2 separate regions of the Bicyclus anynana genome follow, and region 1 is linked to region 2. Evidence: chromatin contacts called from public Hi-C data. All regions are on one chromosome and are shown on one strand. Each heading gives the region's core, a stretch centred on a gene start, on an enhancer-like site or on the middle of the called end of the contact. The rest is flanking DNA. Distances are from core to core; before and after follow the strand shown. Region 1 overlaps LOC112047329. Region 2 holds the start of LOC112047334 (all trans-polyprenyl-diphosphate synthase PDSS2).

The links. Hi-C and Micro-C count contacts between places; a contact is called where the count stands out from the background.
Region 1: a contact with region 2 is called in a Hi-C map of whole body, with 2.1 times the contacts expected there. The contact joins the enhancer-like site here to the promoter of LOC112047334 in region 2. A contact is called at or near these places in 2 of 2 Hi-C or Micro-C datasets (whole body and whole larva).

The regions. Positions count from the first base shown.
Region 1 is chr7:1,247,846-1,251,351 of ilBicAnyn1.1, forward strand. It overlaps LOC112047329, which reads left to right. Exons shown (of 43, transcript XM_052882370.1): 5 at 1,596-1,681; 6 at 1,985-2,107; 7 at 2,631-2,740; 8 at 3,165-3,262. Among protein-coding and RNA genes, the nearest start is that of LOC112047330, 33 kb to the right of the region's middle. Within about 2 kb of position 1,751, at least 4 of the 8 cell types and tissues checked have open chromatin away from gene starts, as enhancers often do.
Region 2 is chr7:1,212,174-1,215,591 of ilBicAnyn1.1, forward strand. It overlaps LOC112047334 (all trans-polyprenyl-diphosphate synthase PDSS2), which reads right to left and starts at 1,512. Exons shown (of 7, transcript XM_024084424.2): 1 at 925-1,512. The coding sequence starts at 1,238. It overlaps LOC112047329, which reads left to right and starts at 2,054. Exons shown (of 43, transcript XM_052882370.1): 1 at 2,054-2,262.

The DNA.
Region 1 (3,506 bases), core at 501-3,000, 36 kb after region 2:
TGTTAGCTTCGTTATGACTATACAAAATACACAATTTGTGAAACTTTTATCGATAATTTATTTTTTTGAAAAATACATGTTTTGCTCACATTTTGCTTTCAATCTCAGGAAAAGCAAACTTATTTTCTTAAATTTTTGTTTTGTATAGAAAATTAAGTAAATATCTTGAACATGGCCATTTTGTTTTTCGTTATGTTGTTTAATTTACTTGCAATTAGGTAAAAATGGTTTTGGCGCTCACGTCATAAAATTTGCATCGCGCGTCAATCGCTCCGTGCTTTTCAATCACGTGAAAGTCATAATTCGGCGTCTCGTTTGCGCTTCGAATTTTATCCATATCGTACCGACGCGCTGCGCGCTCTTAAGGTATTAGGTATTCAACGTTAAGTATAAACTAGCTAGAGGCTATCTATAATGATACCTAATAATTATTTTAGCCAACTGAATAAATGTACTCCGAAAAAAACGTATTGTAAAAACTACATACGTATGTAATTAATTACTAAAACCACACTAGGTTTAAAAATAATTTACCTTTTATAACACTAAATTATTATTTGCCCGGACTTACGATGCCACAAATACAAGAGACGTTTTGAAGGACAAAGTTCTCATATTACTGTTTTAAAAAGACATCTTTTACAACCGTATTTTTATGGTATTATCGCAATTGATGTGAGATTCTCTAACGTGGTACCATTATTTGAAAGGAATATTCATTTATTTGCACACGTCTATCGAACTCCTCTCAATAGCCAATCACAAGTGGTAACGAATTGACCTGGTCCAAATGAATGGAATTATTCCTTATTGAGCGATCGGTGTGGACTGTGGAATTCGAAACGCATTGAATTGAACTCGTTTTTATAACTTGCCCCATAACGTGGTGTTTTATGACACAAATATATGCAGTTCGCACTGGTTGTGGTAAAATCAGTAATTAAAGTTTATTTAGGGCCAATTCACATAATCCTAGCCCAGAGAAGTGATCCAGTACTTTATTACTCTGAAAAGAAATAATAGAGGATTTGCATTCGTAGTACTAAGTTATAAATCCAGTGATCATTAGATATGTAATTTAATAACTGGACGCGTTATTTAAGGGTAACCAATAATCCAGAGTATAGTCCGTAGTATATGCAATCCGATTGGTTAAAAATAACCGGATCCATCTAGACGTCATCTTCGCTGTAAATTAATTCTAGATGAATTATGACTTTTGTTTGAACTGGAATTATGTGAACGGGTCATTGTTTGAGAATTAAAAGAAGATATTAAACGTAATTTGATGTTATCAATCCCAATAGCGATGTTGGTAGAATTGGTTTTAAAATTTCGCTTCGATGGTAAAATTGGTTGCTATCTACTATTTATCATGACGAATTTAACGACCATTTCAAAATCATTTGTATTGCTTCGGGTTAAAATAATTCATTTTCATCATTACCATCAAAGCGAACAACATCGATCGAACCAACACATTTATAATTTGACACTCAAAACAATGTCACGTAGGTGTTCACGATAGACTAGTTCATATAATAGGGTAGACCCAAAAGTGCATTTTGTAATGGGCTCATTTGGCTCGCTTTCAGGTCAGGTGGCTCGTAACTCGGAGCCATATATGCGACAAGTGTTTGTTACCGGAGATATCGCCGACGAAAACCAACTCGCACGTCAGGTAAGCGCTGAACAGCAAGCGAGAACATAACCGGAACACACCGACTAATAAATACATCTCATACGAGTATGAACTCGCAAAGTGTGTATTGCGATTTCAGACTCCCCCATATGTATCTGTTAGGACCCAAAGCACTCTTGGAGCTTTCATTTCAGATCGTTGCGCCGCGCGCGTCACCGCCGGATCTCCGCCCGTCGTTGCAAACGTAAATTTACAAACCCTTTATGTATTAAATGATACCCTTGCCTTGACGTAGTTTGCTCGTTGGCTGTTACTTGGAACGGTGCTGTGTTGTGTTCGCAGATATTCGTGCTCCGCAAGAGGGCGTCCCATGAGCTGGTGGTGCCTGGCGCTCGGTTCTATATCTGCAGCTTGTCATTGAGAACTGTTGTCTACAAGGGGCTTCTGACTTCTAATCAATTATGGGTAAGTACCTTTAAAGCCCAGAATAGAATATCAGCATAATCTATCTATAACTTGCTTTAAGACCTTGGCCTCACTAGAACTACAGCAAGTTTCTATATTCGAATGTATGTATGTATGTAATAGTAGGATCTTACCAATTTTGGCTAAGCAAGGAGAACAACACGAGCGGAGAAGGGGAGGGTTAGCTAACTGTCTAGTATGTCCTTAACCCTACACCCAACGTCACAAGTCCGGGGATCTATTTGCTCAGGGTTTTTCTCTCTGCCCCACAATGGACCCGGCACCCGCACGGTGAATCCATGGAATGCTAAGATATTCCTCTCGACTTGAGCCGTAAGAAGCAAATATTTGCTTGACTGTTTGCGTTTAAATATTCAAATAATTAATTTTGAAACCTTTAATTGCGCTTCTAACCTAAGCCAACCCGAATTCGCGTATGTGTGTAACGTCAACTTCAGTGAACAAATTATTTTCTAACTTTAATAATTGCTTAGCGAAGAATGATCATGACGTCTTGTTGTAGGAATACTTCAAGGATCTGAACAACCCGGCGTTCACGACGTACCTCGCGTTAGTGCACACTCGATTCTCAACCAACACCTTCCCCAGCTGGGAACGTGCCCATCCTTTGAGGTAAAATATAATCAAGTATTGACATATAGCTCTCCACCTCGTTCATAGCAACGGTATATCGGACATATTATATTTATACGTTTTATATTATGTATATATATAATATGTCCGACTATCCATCTAACACACGCCTTTATCTATCTTCGCATTTTAAAATACGTAAGTAAAGCTTGGCCAAGACATAATTATAAAGATTAAAGATGATTTATGGGACACATTTTATGATCTATTTACAAAAGAAATATTGAATTGAAAGTAGGTAAATATTATTTTTAGAACTCATGTTCCTAGAACATTTTGAATTAATTTTAGGTAAATAATATAATAATCCCAGAGTTATGGAAAATACTCCCCAGCACCCTATATTTTACTCTTGGTCGTGCTGGAAACAATAAAAACATTTTAAATTTATTTTACGTTTCAGAGTACTTGCCCACAATGGCGAAATAAATACATTACGAGGTAATGTAAATCTCATGAAGGCTCGGGAGGGAGTCATGAAGAGCGAGCTTTTTGGAAAAGGTGAGTCTTCCATTACCGAACTAGAAACATTAAATCTTGTATATAATTATATATATGATAACTACATACTTGGGCAAAAAGGCACAAGAAGACCATTGGCAAGAGGGTAGACGAAAAAAAAACAGCTGAAATTTTGAAATTTTGCTGTTATTCCTCTCGCACCCACATCTAAACTAACCACATGGACATTTTTAGTTAGTTCATTTGTTACTTATTAAATCATAATTTTTATTAGCTTTTATTA
Region 2 (3,418 bases), core at 262-2,761:
TCCCCCCTACCCCACCCCTACACAACCCATACCCCCATACACCCCTAACCCCCTCCCCCTACCCCCCACCCCACCCTACCCTACCCCACCCCTACCCCACCCCTACCCTACCTCTACCCTACCCCACCCCTACCCCACCCTACCCTACCCCTACCCTACCCCTACCCTACCCCTACCCCACCCCATATTGCGAAGCAATTGTTACAGACCAAAACATGCGAGACATAATTGTTTTTTTAAGTAAAGTTTTATCCCCACATCAACTTCACAGGGATAAATTTATCGCGTTTAAATGTCAAAAGTCCCAAAGTATATCATTTTATCCACTCCATATGCCATAGTCGAGGAAAAGATCTCCACGCGTAATGTCAATCGGGGATTAATTTGTCTTTTCCTAGTGGCCATGCTATGACGGGTGGATTTATATCCTTAGTCAGTGGATATAATGGGTGGATAAAAATTTTGTCCCTTGCCCATGCTAGCCCGGCTGATGTTCAAAAATAAGTAAAATGAAATAGCTCTACGATTAAATACTCCGGCCTGAAAGTTCAATCCCCGACCATCCGAGTCATCTATACTAATCTATACTAATATTATAAAGCTGAAGAGTTTGTTTGTTTGTTTGTTTGTTTGATTGAACGCGCTAATCTCAGGAACTACTGCTCTGATTTGAAAAATTCTTTCACTGTTAGATAGCCCATTTATCGAGGAAGGCTATAGGCTATATTATGCCCATATTTCCACGGGAACGGGAACCACGCGGGTGAAACCGCGCGGCGTCAGCTAGTCAGACTATATTGTACACATTCCTCGCACAAACTATATAGTGAGTTAGGAAAGGAATATAACTAATATTATTTTGAAAGACAGAAATATTCGTAAAAATAGCAATAAATATATTTTTGAATATAGAACATTACTAACTTCGCAGTTTTCAGTAGAGGATGATTGCTGCCGACGAGCTTCCTCAAATGCAACGCAACGTTAGCTATTTCGTCGCTCAAAACCCATCGGAGGCTTAGAAACGAAGTCGGGTAGCCGACTATCTTCTCTGCCTCGCTGACGGCCCGGTTCCAGTCCGGCTTCGTGTTTTGTTGGGCAACTGCACGGAGATTGGCACTCGTGTTCAATTCACGCGAGGATCCCAAATATTTCGCAACCAACGCACTCGATGGGCTGACTCTGCTGACTTTCACTAAATCGTAACGCACTACACAACGCAAACAACTGAAACTCATTTTTGCACAGTTATCAACACCAAAAATTTAAACTTAAATCCAAAATATTGATATAAACTAGGAAAAATTATAGCCCACGGCCTTAACAAAATTAATTTTATATGTATATGCGGATTGACAAAGAGTTAACTTTGAGATATTCTATTGCAAAACTTGTAAGTTTATGCAACGTTTACGTAAATTGATATTTCGTAAATTGTTTTATGTACGCGCCACATTACGAACGGTCAACTCTTTGCCGCTAAAATATTTAACTGATATACGATTGGTCAATCAGAGCTGAATGGGGATAAAGTGCGGAATGAAATTGTGACGTATAGCGAGGTGGAGGAAGGTGTTGCCATATAAACAAAACTTGCTGAAATTAGGGCACATCGGTTTGTATGTCACGATGTGATAATTACATGATTATCTTGTTACAACTTACAACAAAACAAAATAATATTAAAAATATATCTACTCATTTTGTTTACCTAAGAATATAATTATCTAACATAGTGAAACTTTAACGTAAACTATAATACAGTATTATTAGTTTTACCTTAGCACAGGTAAAATTAGCTACTATTAGATGGTATATAATTTACTGTCGGATCGTAGATTTTCTTGAACTTATTTAAGTTTACTGTATACTTCTTCAAAACTATAGTTTTATTTAATATTTTTTTACTCATTTTCTACTTTTTAATTAGGGTAATTATTTCTTTATATAATAACAACACTTGTTGAAATTTCAATCTTGATTTAACCAATCAGAAGCTTCCATATGACATTCGTTCACCATACGAAAATCCCATTCGCTCAAAATTCAAATCAATCAAGTTCAGTCACTCGCGTATCACCGGTTTGTGTAGTCGACTGATAAGGGTCACTACAATTTACCGGCATTTTCAGTGCTCTTGATTTTACAAATCTTAACTAAAACTATTGTGTTTCTGTTATATTACAGCTTTGGTCTGTACAAGTGCTTTATATAGTGCGTTAGCCGTGCACAGTTTCGTTTACTTATCGAACTTGCTTTGAGGTAAGGAATTCTGTGCACTCAATATTTTTCTGCTAACCGATTACCGATCATAGTTAGCCAAGGCCCAGGCCCACGTGTATTTGCATACGTGGTAAACACTGCAGTCAGTGTAAACTGAAACTACATGTTGTCGACAAGATGTTAATAATTTTCCATGAATACCTTTCCATACACGATTTTCAATTCCCAAGGCACCCTACTGTTTGACAAAGAACTGCGCAGTTCTCTGATCATCTTTAATATTTGAAATAACATTTATCAATAATCTGAAAAAGACTAATAATTCTAGTTTTAATAATATTATAATGATAACTACTATGGTCCATTTCATCAATTATATTTAAACACTGCTGTGCATAATAAGCACAGTGTTAAATTATAGATTTAAGGTTTTACCTATTAATCGCAATGAGTTAAACTTAAAACCATACAATTTAACAATGCTGTTAGAAAATTTCTTCTCTAATTTAGTTACACAGGTCTTAATTTATTCTAATCTGTCTGATAAGTTATTATAATAAGTATTAACGATACTATTAGAAAACATGTAAAAACATACTTAAAGAAGTTGTAATCTTCTTAGGCCATTAAACTAAAAGTAAATGCTTGCCGTTGCTCGCACTAAAACATGACTGTGTACAACTTGAAGAAGTTGAATATTAATTGCTGTTTTATTTTTAAAACAGGGATAAGAAAATGATAATTTGTATTTTGTACAGGAATTTTAGGTTTTACAAAATTAACTGGTTCAGCTTAGCTAGCATGTGTGAGAGAATATAGTCAAAGTATTCCAGGAAGTATGTTTGTGTATTAACTGAAAGATTGTCAATTCCTTCAGTTTAACTCAACATTTGTCAGTACATTTTATTATCTATGTAATACATCTATTCTTAAATACTTAGCTTTGGAGGCTTTGGCCATGGCTAGTTACCACCCTACCAACAAAGACGTACCACCAAGTAATTTAGTATTCCGTTACAATATCGTGTAGAAACTGAAAGGGGTCTTCTTTCTTCTGGGCCATTTCCGCACTTGGCCACGTGCTTGGCCGTTGTACATGGTCAACTGAAAGGGGTGTGGATTTTCATCCTGATCCTGCCAAGTTAGCTTGCTTTCATCTTAGATTGTATCATCACTTACCATCAGGTGAGACTGT